2 separate regions of the Mus musculus genome follow, and region 2 is linked to region 1. Evidence: chromatin contacts called from public Hi-C data. All regions are on one chromosome and are shown on one strand. The core of a region is the stretch at or near the end of the contact, and the rest is flanking DNA. Distances in the headings are between cores, read along the strand shown. Region 1 has its middle 18 kb from the start of Gm34577. Region 2 overlaps Synpo2 (synaptopodin 2).

Region 1 (6,459 bases), core at 1,936-4,435:
GATAAGGTTTAATTACAAATTGAAACACACAGGTAATGAAGAAGTCCTGGTCACTTGATGGTGTGATCCTGCCCATTATTCAACCATCACCGTTTGGATTTCATTCTCATCCTGCAATGTGGTCTGACAAGACCTGTGTGAAATCTTCTTCCAGGAAACAAGTTCAACATCTGGCTGGCACCAAGTTTTTCTTCTCCCACCATGATACTGCTGGAGAAATTCTAATTCCTTGGGTTTCATTGTTTCAGGAGTCTGAGAGCTAAATGGAAGGCCTACCAGTGTCTCTTTGGAATACCTTCTTCCCTGCCAGGCAAGTTGCATCTCTATACACTTTGTTGAAACACATCAATGTTGAACTGAAATATGCCTGCCTTAGGTTGGTACTGTCATGATAAGACACCATGACCAACTTATGGAAAAAGAGTTGATTGGGGGAGGGGGGTTATAGTTTCAGAGGGTGAGTCCATGACCATTCTGGTGGGGATCACAGCAGCAGAAATGGTTCTGGGGCAGTAACTGAAATTCACAAGCATGAGACAGAGAAAGTTAACTGGGAATGGCCTGTGCTTTGGAAATCTCAAGGCCTAATCCTATATCTCCTCCAACAAGACCACACCTCCTAATCCTTTCCAAATCATTTCACCAACTGGGGAAGGGGGGGGGGAGGAGAATTCAAATATATGAGTCTATAAAGCCATTATCAGTCAAATCACCACAATGTCTGTGTCTGAAACAAATATTGTGAATTGACTACAATTATGAATCAAAGATAGATGGCATCCAGATAGTGTCAAGTAACCTTGCATAAGAACCATTTCTCTATAATTATTTGGTGTTTAGTTACTCTTGGAAGGGCTAGAATAAGCAAACACATCTTGTTGATTTGAGACAGCGTGCTACCATAAAAACTATGCTGGACTCGAGTAGTTTCCAAGTGCTGGAATTACAAGCAAGTGCTTCCATGCCCAGTACAACTTCATTTCAAATGACCACACACACACACACACACACACACACACACGCTTAGTTCTGAACAATGTTCTCTGAAGACGTTGGTGACTATCCATCTGGCATTCTGTTCTCTATTGTCCCTTGTCCCCAGGATAAGATTTATCCTAGTAAGTATGATTTGATCTCACATTGGGGTGCGGGTGGGTGTCCGTGACAGGTATTAAGGAATTAGTGCTAATAAAGTCTTTATGACCAGTTTAAAGCAACTAAGATACAGAAGGAGTGGCGGGCCTGGAGTCCATTCTGCTTATACTGTGAGTACTTTCTACCATCTAGGGATTTGTTCAGGTTCTGTTGTCAGAAGCTATCCCGTGGAATGTTAACAGACAATGATTTATGTAAAGCTTTATAAAAAAAAAAAAACAACTACAAAAACACACACTTTTGCAGAATGCTGACTGACAATGGCCACAAAGTTTTGTAAAATAAACCAACGAGAGTGAAACTAATTTGAAAATGAAGTATTTCTTTAAAGGCTTACCAATGTTCAAAACCACTTAGTAGATTAGGAGGCACTGACTTAGGCACTCAGTTTTAGGGTCTGTCTAATTATCTTTGCTAAAGAGAATGATCATAGTACAATTTGGAATACACAACCATAAAACCTGGAGGATGTTAGCATCCTCTTCAATTCCGTTTTAGAGGACACCATCTGGGTAAGCAGTTTTCCTAGGCTTTGCATCTTAAAATCCTAAATGTATAAAAGAGCCAGCAATAACTCGCACTATTCCATAGAAGAATTACACGAAAGTTCTTGCAAAATGAAAGTTTACATCAGGTCTCCAAAATGATGCTCACATTGAAATGAGAACTCAAGACACACAGCAAGGACAAGGAGACTTCTAAATAATTCAGTAGCTCAAAATGGTTCCAAATGCTGTGCTAGAAAGTGGATAGCATGAAGCTGCTTTTCTTTCTTACTTAAAAAAATATTTATTTAATGTATGAGTGCTCTTAGATTTAAAAAAAAGTGAAGCTAAAACTAAGTTTGGAAAATGTTGTGTTCTTTAAATATATTAGCTTACTGCTACTGCTCTTGGCTGGCTCCCATGGGTTGAAGGTAAATCCCTATTGCTGAAGACACCATGAACTTTGGACATAAGATATGGAAAATCTAAGCTGGATCTGCCTTGAAATGTTCCTATCTTGAACGTTAGTTTTTAACAGTACCTGAAGTTCCTATTCAAGTTTCCAAGGGAGGGAAACAACTAATATTCTATAACACCTATGAGCCACAGTGGCAATCGCTATGGCACGGAGAACCCTAAGGGGACAATAGTGGCACTCATATGTTGGTGATAACCAACAACTGTCTAGTTAAAGTTTAAGGCCTAATCAACAGGAAGGAAATCATGATTGGTACTGGAAACCTAGCCATCTACCTAGAGTTAGTAGGGTCATAGATCATAGAAGAGAACCTATTACTGTTACTTTACTAAATCAACATAATTTCTGATGGCATTCTAAATGCTCATCCTTATATCAACAGAGAAGAATAGCTCTCACCCCTTGCCAAAGAAACTTCTCTTTGTTATAGTTGGAGACCATTACAGAAAACCACAGCTGGTCAAGATGCAGAGGAGAAACCATCATGGCTTCCCAGCTGGTACATCTACAATACAAACTCCTGCAGCCAAGGCTCAGGGAACATCAAGGAGAGGGGGCAAGAGATTGTAAGAGAGCCAGAAAATCTACTGTGCGATGGTTTCTCCTAGAAATGTCAGGGATGTTTCAATCATGGTATCTCAACAATACAGCTGCCAGAACAAGATTTGAAGAAGTACAACACCAATCAATATGCTACCAGGGCGAGACAACATCTCATGAGGATTCACTCACAGACAAAGAACTATAGGCAACTGAGGATTGCTGAATGGGAGAGTCTTCCTTGGGGATGTGCCCCTAATTGCTCATTCAATACCCAAATACCAAGTAGTCAGCCCTGAAATCATACACATATAGGTAATACTAATCAGACTGAGCAGGGTGTGAGTGTGTGTGTAATGTAATTGACACACACACATATTTATATATACATATATGATATGTGATTAAATATATATTAAAATAAAATTTAAATTAAATTTTAAAAATCATAGTTTATCTTAGTTTATTCTCCTGTTGCTTTGATTGCCCAACAGAAGCAACTTAATGGAGACTGCACCTTTGGCTCATAGTTCAAAGGTGCAATCTATCATGGTGAGGAAATCAAAGAGCTTGAAGCAGCTATTACATCCAAAGTCAGGAAGGAAAGAGAAATAAATGTTTACTTCACTTTACCCTTTATTTGAAATAAGTTAAAGACATTAACTTTCTTCTTTTTAAAAACAGTTTGTATTTCCTTTTATCATGTCTGTGTGAGTATATGTCACACATGTGCAGGTGCCCACAAGTGTCGCAAGAGATTCCCTTGGAGCTGGTGTTGTGAGCTATCCATTGTGTGTGTGTGTGTGTGTGTGTGTGTGTGTGTGTGTGTGTGTGTGTGTGTGATGATAAAACTGGAATACTCTAGAAGAGCAGCAAGGACTCCTAAGCACTGTTGCATTAAAGTAGCGCTGCACATTCCGTCTACCAACCTCTGTTTTAGTTTGGTTTCTATGCTATGACAAAACATAGCTAAACACTTCCCTATCACAATCCGTCATCCAAGAGAGCCAGGCCAGAAGCGTGAGACAGGAACCAATGCATAGTCCACAGACAAAGGCTTGCTTCCTTGACTTGATTATACAGCCCAGTACCACATGCCCAGGACTACCACATGGCACCTCCAGCAGTGGGTTGGGCCTTGTCACACCAGTTATTTGTAATCAAGAAGATGTCCTACACACATGCTTACAGGCCTGTCTGAGGAAGGTAATTCCTCAATTGAGGTTCTCTCTTTGTAGGTGATTCTAGATTGTGTTGTTGGCCAAAAGGAACCAGTGCCCTCTAAAAAGCTCCAGAAAGTGGAGAATGGTCTATAGAAGTTGTGCAGCCCAGACAATACGAATTAAACTTTAAAAACATTAGCTCCTTGTTAACTCTGTCCAATAAGTTTTTATTATATTCACCCTCTCAACTTTCCATAGATGTCCCTTCTCTTCATATATTTCCCCCTTCTCTTTGAGGTTAATTTGTGCTGTCCAAATATTTTTGGACATGTGGTCTTCCACTGGAGTGTAGTCAACTTGCCAGGGGCTACGTCCTTAAAAGGAAATTGATCTGATTTCTTTCCCAAGCTCTAGCCATTCCTAGTAACTCACTCCTTGGCTAGGGAGTGCAACATTGCACCCACTTCCCCTCTCCAGGCTGGGATTTGGTCTGCCTTGGGCCCGCACAAGTACTGTGAGTTCATGTGTGTAAATGCCTTGCTGTGTTGGACAGTTCCTTGTAGTCCCCTACCGCCATTGACTCTCAAATCCTTTCTGCCCTCTCTTCTATAGTGGTACCCAAGCCTTTGAAAGAAGGACTTCAGTATACAGGGTTTCTTCAGGGTTGAACCTTCTTAGCACTCTGGCCAGTCCTGGCTCTGTTTGTTGATCATTATCTACTGCAAGCAGAAGCTTCTCTGCTGAGGGCTGCAAGGCTCCTTAATCTATAGGAATAATGAGAAGCCATTAGGAAATAGTTTCATATGATATCAATTTAGCAGAATATAGGTTTTCTTCCAGAGCCTATGACCTGTCTAGCTACAGGTTCTTGGCCCAGTAAAGGTGCCAGGTATGGATTTCTTCTTGTGGTGTGGGCCTTAAATCCAATCAAAAACTGGTTGGTTATTCTTTTGATATTCATGCAGCTATTGCACCAGTAGTAGGCACGTCTTACCAGGACAGTTATTATTGCAGCTCACAGGGTTCACAGATGGGTATCATGAATACTTACTTTTGTCATCTGGTAGTATGCTTAGAATCTTCTACCAAGCCAGGCAGTCATGGCTCATGCCTTTAATTCTAGCACATAGGAGGCAGAGGCAGGCAGATCTCTGAGTTTGAGGCCAACCTGCTCTACAGAGGGAATTCCAGGACAGCCAGGGCTACATAAAAACAACAGCAATAACAACAACAACAAACAACCCTGTCTCAAAGAGGGAAGAAAGAATCTTCTAGCACTATGCAATCTAGTAGGGATGAAGCTTCTAGTTGATTACCATGGTCTAAGGCTCAAGTGTGTGGTGTCTCCAGCAATACTTAGGAGGACTAAATGTAATTTTGAAGTCTTTAGGACCTCATCTGACAAGAACTACAAAATAAGTAATCCAGTTCTGGATGCAGGCATTTTATTTGTTAATATGTGTTTTCTTGGAGGAACATTGCTGCTCCATTATTAACTCCATTTAACTCTTACTTTTTAAAAAAAGAAATATTTATTCTTATCTCATATAATATATCCTAACTGTAGCTTCCCCTCCCTCTACTCCTTCTAGTCCCCCGAACACACCTGCACTCTCCCCCACCTCCCTTACCTCCTCTCTACCAGTTGTGGTGGCACATACCAGTAGGATTTGCTAAAGGAGGTAGAGACAGGAAGATCACTAGTTCAAGGCCAGCCCCAGTTACACATTTTATTCTTTTTATGTATGTGTTTAGGTGTATTTTAAGAAGGCTCCTCAGTAGTAGGTTTCCCTGTGACTTTTTTTTTTAAAGTGTTGAGTGACTTAGGTCAATATCTGATGAAAATAGATTCAGAGATCCTCAATAAAATGATTGCAAACCAAACTCACGAACACATCAAAAAAATAGCTCAAATTAGCTTCATCCTAAACATCTTTGTACAGTAACCATAGAAAGGTATGGTTTTCTATAATCAAGAAGTCACTGACTGGAAAGTCCTGTTGGTACTGTACAGCAGCCACGAGAAAGCATCTGTGGGTCCATGTTTCCTTTGGGAGTCCTTTCATAACGGTCACATATCAGTTATCTTGCATATCAGACCTTTACATTATATTTCATAACAGTAGTAAAAATCATAGTTATGAACTAGCAAAAAGATAATTTTATGTCTGAGGTCACTACAATATGAAGAACTGTAGGGAAGTTGAGAAGCACTGCCTTAGAGGGTTGGCACAGCCTCATGCAGAGAACTTGGTGAGTGCTAAGGCTGGACAAGGGGCTGAGGGAACACTGGCTTTGGCAAACATGTTCCACGGTGCAATACACATGAACTCACCCCTCCCTGCCTGCTTCACTTTGGATCTTGGGACCGCTCACTTGCCACACTTAAGATTTCCAACTTGTACAGAATCCAATATGGCAAAAAACCAAAATGCATAGCATTTGTTTTTGTTGTTGTTGTTGTTTTAAATTAGGTCATCTCTTCAAGGAATGTGGACAAAGGCTGTGACTCCTCAAGCAGATGTCTTAATGGGTTACGTCACGGGTGAAGCAAGAGGCCAAGGGCACCCCTTTAGGGATGAGGAGTCCTCCATTTTCCAATACTGTCACAAGGTTCCACCGTGTGAACTTGAGATTC
Region 2 (6,459 bases), core at 2,662-5,161, 240 kb before region 1:
CAGTCACTGGGAGAAAGAATGTGAATGGTCTCTGCTACCTCTGAAAGGGCAAAGCTCTCCGACACAGCCAGTGAAGCCCATTGTGAGCACTCAGTGTTTCCCCAGTGTCACTTAAGTCATTTAGCGCTCACATCTCAAGGTGAGTTCCCCTGAGTCAGCTGTGCTCTCTCAGGAGTCCCCACCAACCAGGCAGGAAGGAAGGGCACTTGAAATCAAGGTCGGTAAGAAGTGACTGTTTTCTGAAAGGCTTAATTCTTCACAGGCTTTCAGAAGGAAGCCAGGAGAGCACGCTCACCTCACCTGAAGCAGAGCTGTTGCGTTTGCTTTTAAACGTTTTACTGTGCGTGTTCATGAGAAAAGTATGTAAATTCCAACCATCGATATTCCCAGAAACACTGGCCCCTGATGGTCTTATGTCCCATATCACTGGACTCTGGGGAACACAGAGATTTTTGTTAACACTTCAAAGCTGCTGGCGGAGTCAACAAGTATTCTGGGAAAATACCAAGTTGAAATTCTTCTCTTGACTTCCTACCAGAGTTGGCTTCCAGCCACAAAGCAGACCAGCAAATTCCCATAAGATCCAAACAGCAGGCAAAAGTGCTGAATGACCAGACACCGCATCTCACCCCGTGAGCTTCCATTCCTCGAGGCAGGAGCACTGATGTGCAGTTGTTTCCTCGACAAAGTCACTTTCTAAAATGTTTAAAGTGTGTGGTCCATACGATGTGTGCACACTAATCCACCACTTGGCTCTCAGAAGTCAAAGAGCCACTCAGAGGCGATTGAATGGAGAGAATTTTAATCTTAACATTGTCAAATCTGGAGCTAGGGGTGTGTTTGGGCACACAGATGCAGGTTCCTGGGTCCCATCACCCAGACCACTGTGAGGACAGAAAATTCTGCCAGACAGGTTTCAGATTACTGATTTGGTCAGAAGATTGGCAGCTAACTCAGTATAATTGGGGGTCTTTGTTTATCTCTTTCTTGATCTGTTTATCTACATCCGGTGTAGTTTACCACTGCCGAAATGATAGTTTAGAGTCCCTAAGCACAGCCCACCAAGACCTGCTGTTCAATCTCCCTCCTTCCTGCCTCTGCCAATGGGAGCACTCAGAAATGTTCAAAGCACTCTGCAGAGATCTGATCTCATGGATCCAAAAGAAAGGTCCCTGGTATATGCATGAGAAACAGTTTAAAGTCAAAGGACAGTAGCTGGCCCTGCATGAAAAAGAAATGTGCCTCGTAGGAAGAAACAGAAAGTGTTCTTGGAAGTTGACATCAAAGAGTACAGTGCTGGGTTCTTCTTGATGGGGGAATGACATTTTGACACACTGGACAACCCTGAATGAAGACCTGCAGTCCCTATCAGGATGTCAGTTAGGGACAGAAGCTGGGGCGGCCATTCACACAGTTTCAAAGCTTCCGAGGACTAGAGTGTGGGCAGAAGGTAGGAAGGACAATTAGCTTATTGATAGTCGTAAAATATGTGAGTGTTTTACATAAACTATAATGAGAATACTGAGTTTACAAAAACTTTAGCCCGGCATCAGCTGAGTATCTTTCCTACAATACCCTTTTGATTGGTTGTCCAGGTAAAGGAGGTAGCATTTTTGTGCCCATTTTATGGATTGTTGATGGGGTTCCGAGGCACAAAGGCTGGAGACCTTGCCCTAGGTTGTACACTGTGAGCTAGCATTCTGTTAACAACTCAGTGTGTGCTCTGCCTTCCTAACCAGCCACACTGCTTTTACTCCTGGGATTTACCGGGAGAGGGAAGGTGGTTTGCTACTTAATGGAACACCTGAAATTCAGAATGTTTAATAACGACCTGTCAAATAGGAAGTTAAAAAGGGGAAATAAAACTGAAGAGCTTGCCCCCTCTGCTTCCTCTGTTGGCCTGTCATTTAGATCTACTGACCCAACTTGGAGATGTTTTTGTTCTTTCTTGGGTTCAAAAGGCTTAATGTAGTTTTTGTGCGGGTCCTGAGCTTTGGATAGTGGGTGAGGCTGATACATACACCTGCTGGCAACGCCAGTACTCTGCATCCATGGCTACATTGTTTCCACCCTGCCTTCTCACTCCAGAAGACCTGCTAGTTGTCTGCTGGGCAAGCAAATTCCGCATGAAGTTCCGTGTTGGATAAATGGCTTTCCATACAATAGGCTTGGGAAGGACCCTTTCATCCGAAGATAGACCATAAATTTATATACTATGGGAGCTTGATGGAAATGGAAATAAGTCTCTAAGAAAGACATAGCTATAAGGTGGGGGGGGGGGGGATACGGCTCTGACAGCGAGTTTGTGTGACAGGGTCACAGCCTCTGGCTAGGCAAGGGATACGATTTAGAAAATGGAGTCAGGGCTAGGAATATATAGCTCAGTGGTAGATCACTTGCCTAGCGTGTGTGTGAGGCCCTGGAATGAATCAAATAAAATAAAAACCCAACAGAACATGAAAAAGGGGGTTGGTGATGCAGGGGGTAGGATGGAGGGAAGGAGGAGGGGTGTGCACAAGAAGAAATGCAGACTAAACAAAAGGAATGATTCCTTGGCTTTATGCATCCCCCCCCCCCCGAGAGAATTCAAAGAAATTTCCTGTTAGATAGTTGGGTAATTCAAAACCCATCACTTTGGGCATCCTAACAGTACTACTAAGCAGAATTATAATGCGAGACTCGCCAGCTTCCAGTGTTTCAAAGAAGACGAGTAGTTATCACTGGGACCTGTGAGGGTGACACTTCCAGCTGAGGCAGCAGCCACCCTAGATGTACCTGGGGTGGGGGGATCAACCCTTCCTGCTATGCAGACCCCATTGGAAGATTCCCCCAAGACAGACAACCCTCCCTGTCTTAGGCTTATAATTGCTGTGAAGAAACACCATGTCCAAAAGCGAGCTGGGGAGAAGAGGGTTCATCTGGCTTACCCATTCACATTCTTGTCTGTCATTGAAGGAGGTCAGGACAGGAATTCAAATAGAGCAGCAGCTGATGCAGAGGCCATGGAGGGATGTTACTTACTGCCTTGCTCCTCGGGGCTTGCTCAGCCTGCTTTCTTATAGAACCCAGGACCACCAGCCCAGGGGTGGCACCACCCACATTGGACTGAACTCTCTCATCAAGAACTCGTTAAGAAAATGCCCTACAGACTTGCCTGTAGCTCAGCCTCCTGGAGGCCCTTTGTTTTTTTTTTTTTTTTTTTCAATGGAGGCTCCATCTCCTCAGATGTCTCTAGTCTGTGTCAAGTTCATAAAATTAGCCAGCACAGTCCCTGTCAAATACTTCCAAGCAACCGTAGACCACACCTTACATTTCAGACAAGTGTGCTGAACAGACTCCATCAAACAAATTCCCAGCCCTTGTAGGCTGGTATGTGCCAGACTGTGCTCACTGCTACCAGGACCGTAGAGGACCAAGAGAAAACGGAGATCCGTGAGAAAGAACAAAAGAAAACCCTCAAATTTAGTGACAATAATACCGAGTGACAAAAATTCCCGCAAAATTAGGAATTAAGAAGCTGTGATTTGGGGACAGGGCATTGCTCAACAGTACAGTGCTTGCCCAGAAAATATGAGGTTCCAGGATCCATCCCTGATGCTGGGGAGGAAAAAGGGACTGGTTTGATTTGGTATGATCAAAAGATAATCACCTCTTAAGTAAATTCCATGTGGGATTACCCGAGATGATGCAAATACTCTCTCAGCACACAGAGGTGCACACACACACACACACACACACACACACACGCACACAAACCCTTTTATTTTTGAGATAGAGTCTCACTGTGTGTTCCTGCCCTGACAACACCCACTGACCCATTCATTCACTGCACCTCACTGTCCCCAGGCCTGCTGCAACTCCCTCTGGGGACAAAGGGTCAATGACCCGACCTGTTTTGCAGTACTTGATCTTGCCTAAGAGGTATGGTTGCTTTCCAAAGCCAGACTGAAATCTAGGTCTCCACAGAGCAAGCGCCCAGGGCCTGGGAAGGCATAGACACAAGCCTCAGAAGCCATGCAGGGAGGGACGTCAACATGACCACCTCCGCCCAGGGAATTTTTGTGGATTTTCTGGTACTTCTAGAATGTCTATGAGTCAGAAGCAGAAGTCGGAGCTCAGAAGACTCGACCTTTAAAAAAGAATCACAAATCAAAACAAGCTTGGATTTGGAATTTTGTTTCGGATATAATGAAACAGAAATGGCTTAGATTTTCATGTGTGACGTCTAGTCATAGCTAAAGACAAAACACAACTGGGCCCCAAACAGCCAAACCCCAAAAGCCACAACTGGGTCTTGAATTGGTTTACCCTTGGTCATTTTTCCCCAGTGTGTTTCAAATGTATAAATGCCGTCAACAACTGCTCACTCCAGAATAAGATCCACTATTGAGTAACCTGGATACCCCAGGTGTCAGTCTAAGGCATGAATCTGCCATTTTGAGTTTTCTTTTCTTTTTTTTTTTCCCACACTTAGCACCCAAGGATGAATACCTGACCTGCTTGTCAATGTTTGGATATGGCTAACTAATTCTTCACGGCAGCCTAGTATGAGCTCCATCGACGCTGGAATCTGAATTAGGAAAGTCTTGCTGAAAGCCAGCATAATGGTGCAATGGTGAAGGCAGTAAGATTAGGAGTTAAAGGTCTCCCTCAGCTATAGACGAATTTGGAGGCTAGCCTGGGCTTCATGAGTGCCCCCCCCCCCCCCCCCCCCCCCGCATCTCAAACCAAAGCAAGTCAGGAACTAAGTATGAGATACAGGATAAGCCACCATGCCCGTATGTCTTTCTTGTGTTTTATTACATCGTTTTCCAACTTTCATTTCCATGGGAGTAAAGATTGGCATGGCCTTACCTTGGATACTTATTTATTAGATCTGGGTGGGAGCCAGGAATTTGTCATCTGATACTTGTTTGTTTGTGCACCTCATTTTATAAAACGCATTTCTAACACCTGTCTAACAGTCCTTTAAGACTCTTAATAGTTTGTAGGCTCCCCTCATCAAAGACAACCAAACCACGCAGGGCTGTGGGCCTGCTCGGACTCTGTGAGGTGTTAAAGCAAACGTGATTACGCCTAGCGTCCACCAGGTGGCAGCAGACTCTTCTCCCTCGTAGAGCTTCCCAGACCGCCATTCCAAAGTTTGTGGCTCAGCAACTGACTTCCAGTATTGTCCTTGTTGTTTTATTAAAGATAGGAGAAGCCTCAAGATCTGATTTTGTCAGATCAGTCACTACACATCAAGGGTGAGATAAATATTTTTCAGAAGCAGAATTATAGTTTTATCACTTAAGACAGTCTTGAGCGCTTCAGCATCTTTGTAACTCTCAGAGAAGGGATTGTCAAAGAAAAGCTGCCCTTGGTTTGGGGACCTAGACCTGCTAACTCCAATCAAAAGTGGTTTTTAAAGTGACTAACTTAAAATTTGAAATCTCTCTGGAAGTGAGATTTCAAAACATTCTTATTGATCTAAATCAAAGAATTCTGAAGCATTTTGAATGTTAATTAGCCATACTTCCCTTCCTTCTTTTTATCAGGTTTCTTTGAAACAGAGTTCAGGCCAACCTAGACTATGAAGTAAGATTCCCTAATTCTTCTCTCATTCTCATCTCAGAGAGAGAGAGAGAGGGAGGGAGAGAGAGAGAGAGAGAGAGAGAGAGAGAGAGAGAGAGAGAGAGAGAGAGAGTGGCAGACTAATAATATTCCATACAATGATTTCTTTTTTTTTTTTTTCTAGTCTCGGCCTCCCTGAGTGCTGAGATTAAACATAGCCACCATGGCCGGATAAAATGATTCCCAAGCCACAAATCAAGCGAAGTTTGAGAGGAACATTTCGATTATTTGTTAAAAACTTCTTTCCCACTCCTTCTCTGGTGTTTTTGGTTTTTAATGGCTAGATTAGATGCATAAGTACTTCAGACATGCACATTATGGGGGTTTTCTGTTTTCTTCTCCTACTTCCTTCCTCCTCCCGCCCCGGCCCCATGCTTAGAAGGGCTTAGACATTGTGTTGCCTTTACAAGTTGCTGTCTTAGGCTACAATTACCTATCCTTTATCTACTTCAGAAAATTGATCATTCACTTGACAATTCTTACCTACTTTTTCACTTGACAATTCTTACCTACTTTATAGAATTCCTTTTTCTCTAAAATGAAATTTTTTTTGTTTTGTTTTGTTTTTTAAATACAGGGCTTTTCTCTGTGTAGTTCTGGCTGTCCTGGAATCACTCTGTAGATTAGATCCACCTCAAACTCAGAGATCCCCCTGCCTCTGCCTCCCGAATGCTAGGATCAAAGGGGTGCCCCACCACCATCAGGCTGCAAAATTTCTTAAATAAGAAAGTATCTTAGTTACTTGTCTATGGCTGTGCTAAAACTCCATGGTTAAGGCAACTAATTAAAAAAAAAAGCATTTAATCTGGGGTCTCATGGTTCCAGAGCATTAGAGACCATTACCAT

Evidence for each region. Hi-C and Micro-C count contacts between places; a contact is called where the count stands out from the background.
Region 2: a Hi-C map of liver shows a contact between it and region 1, with 2.8 times the contacts expected there. The contact joins two enhancer-like sites. A contact is called at or near these places in 1 of 15 datasets of contacts at CTCF or cohesin (pro-B cells), 24 of 484 Hi-C or Micro-C datasets (the 3T3-L1 cell line, 3T3-L1-derived adipocytes, the G1E-ER4 cell line and 12 more), 1 of 115 datasets of contacts at active chromatin or transcription factors (embryonic stem cells) and 1 of 9 other capture datasets (embryonic stem cells).

The regions. Positions count from the first base shown.
Region 1 is chr3:122,865,222-122,871,680 of GRCm38.p6, reverse strand. No RefSeq gene overlaps it. Among named protein-coding and RNA genes, the nearest start is that of Gm34577, 18 kb to the right of the region's middle. Within about 2 kb of position 3,185, at least 1 of the 459 cell types and tissues checked has an H3K27ac peak or open chromatin away from gene starts, as enhancers often do. A contact at or near this core is called in liver, where this site is marked.
Region 2 is chr3:123,102,028-123,108,486 of GRCm38.p6, reverse strand. All of the region lies in intron 4 of Synpo2 (synaptopodin 2), which reads left to right. Among named protein-coding and RNA genes, the nearest start is that of Myoz2, 70 kb to the right of the region's middle. Within about 2 kb of position 3,911, at least 45 of the 459 cell types and tissues checked have an H3K27ac peak or open chromatin away from gene starts, as enhancers often do. A contact at or near this core is called in liver, where this site is marked.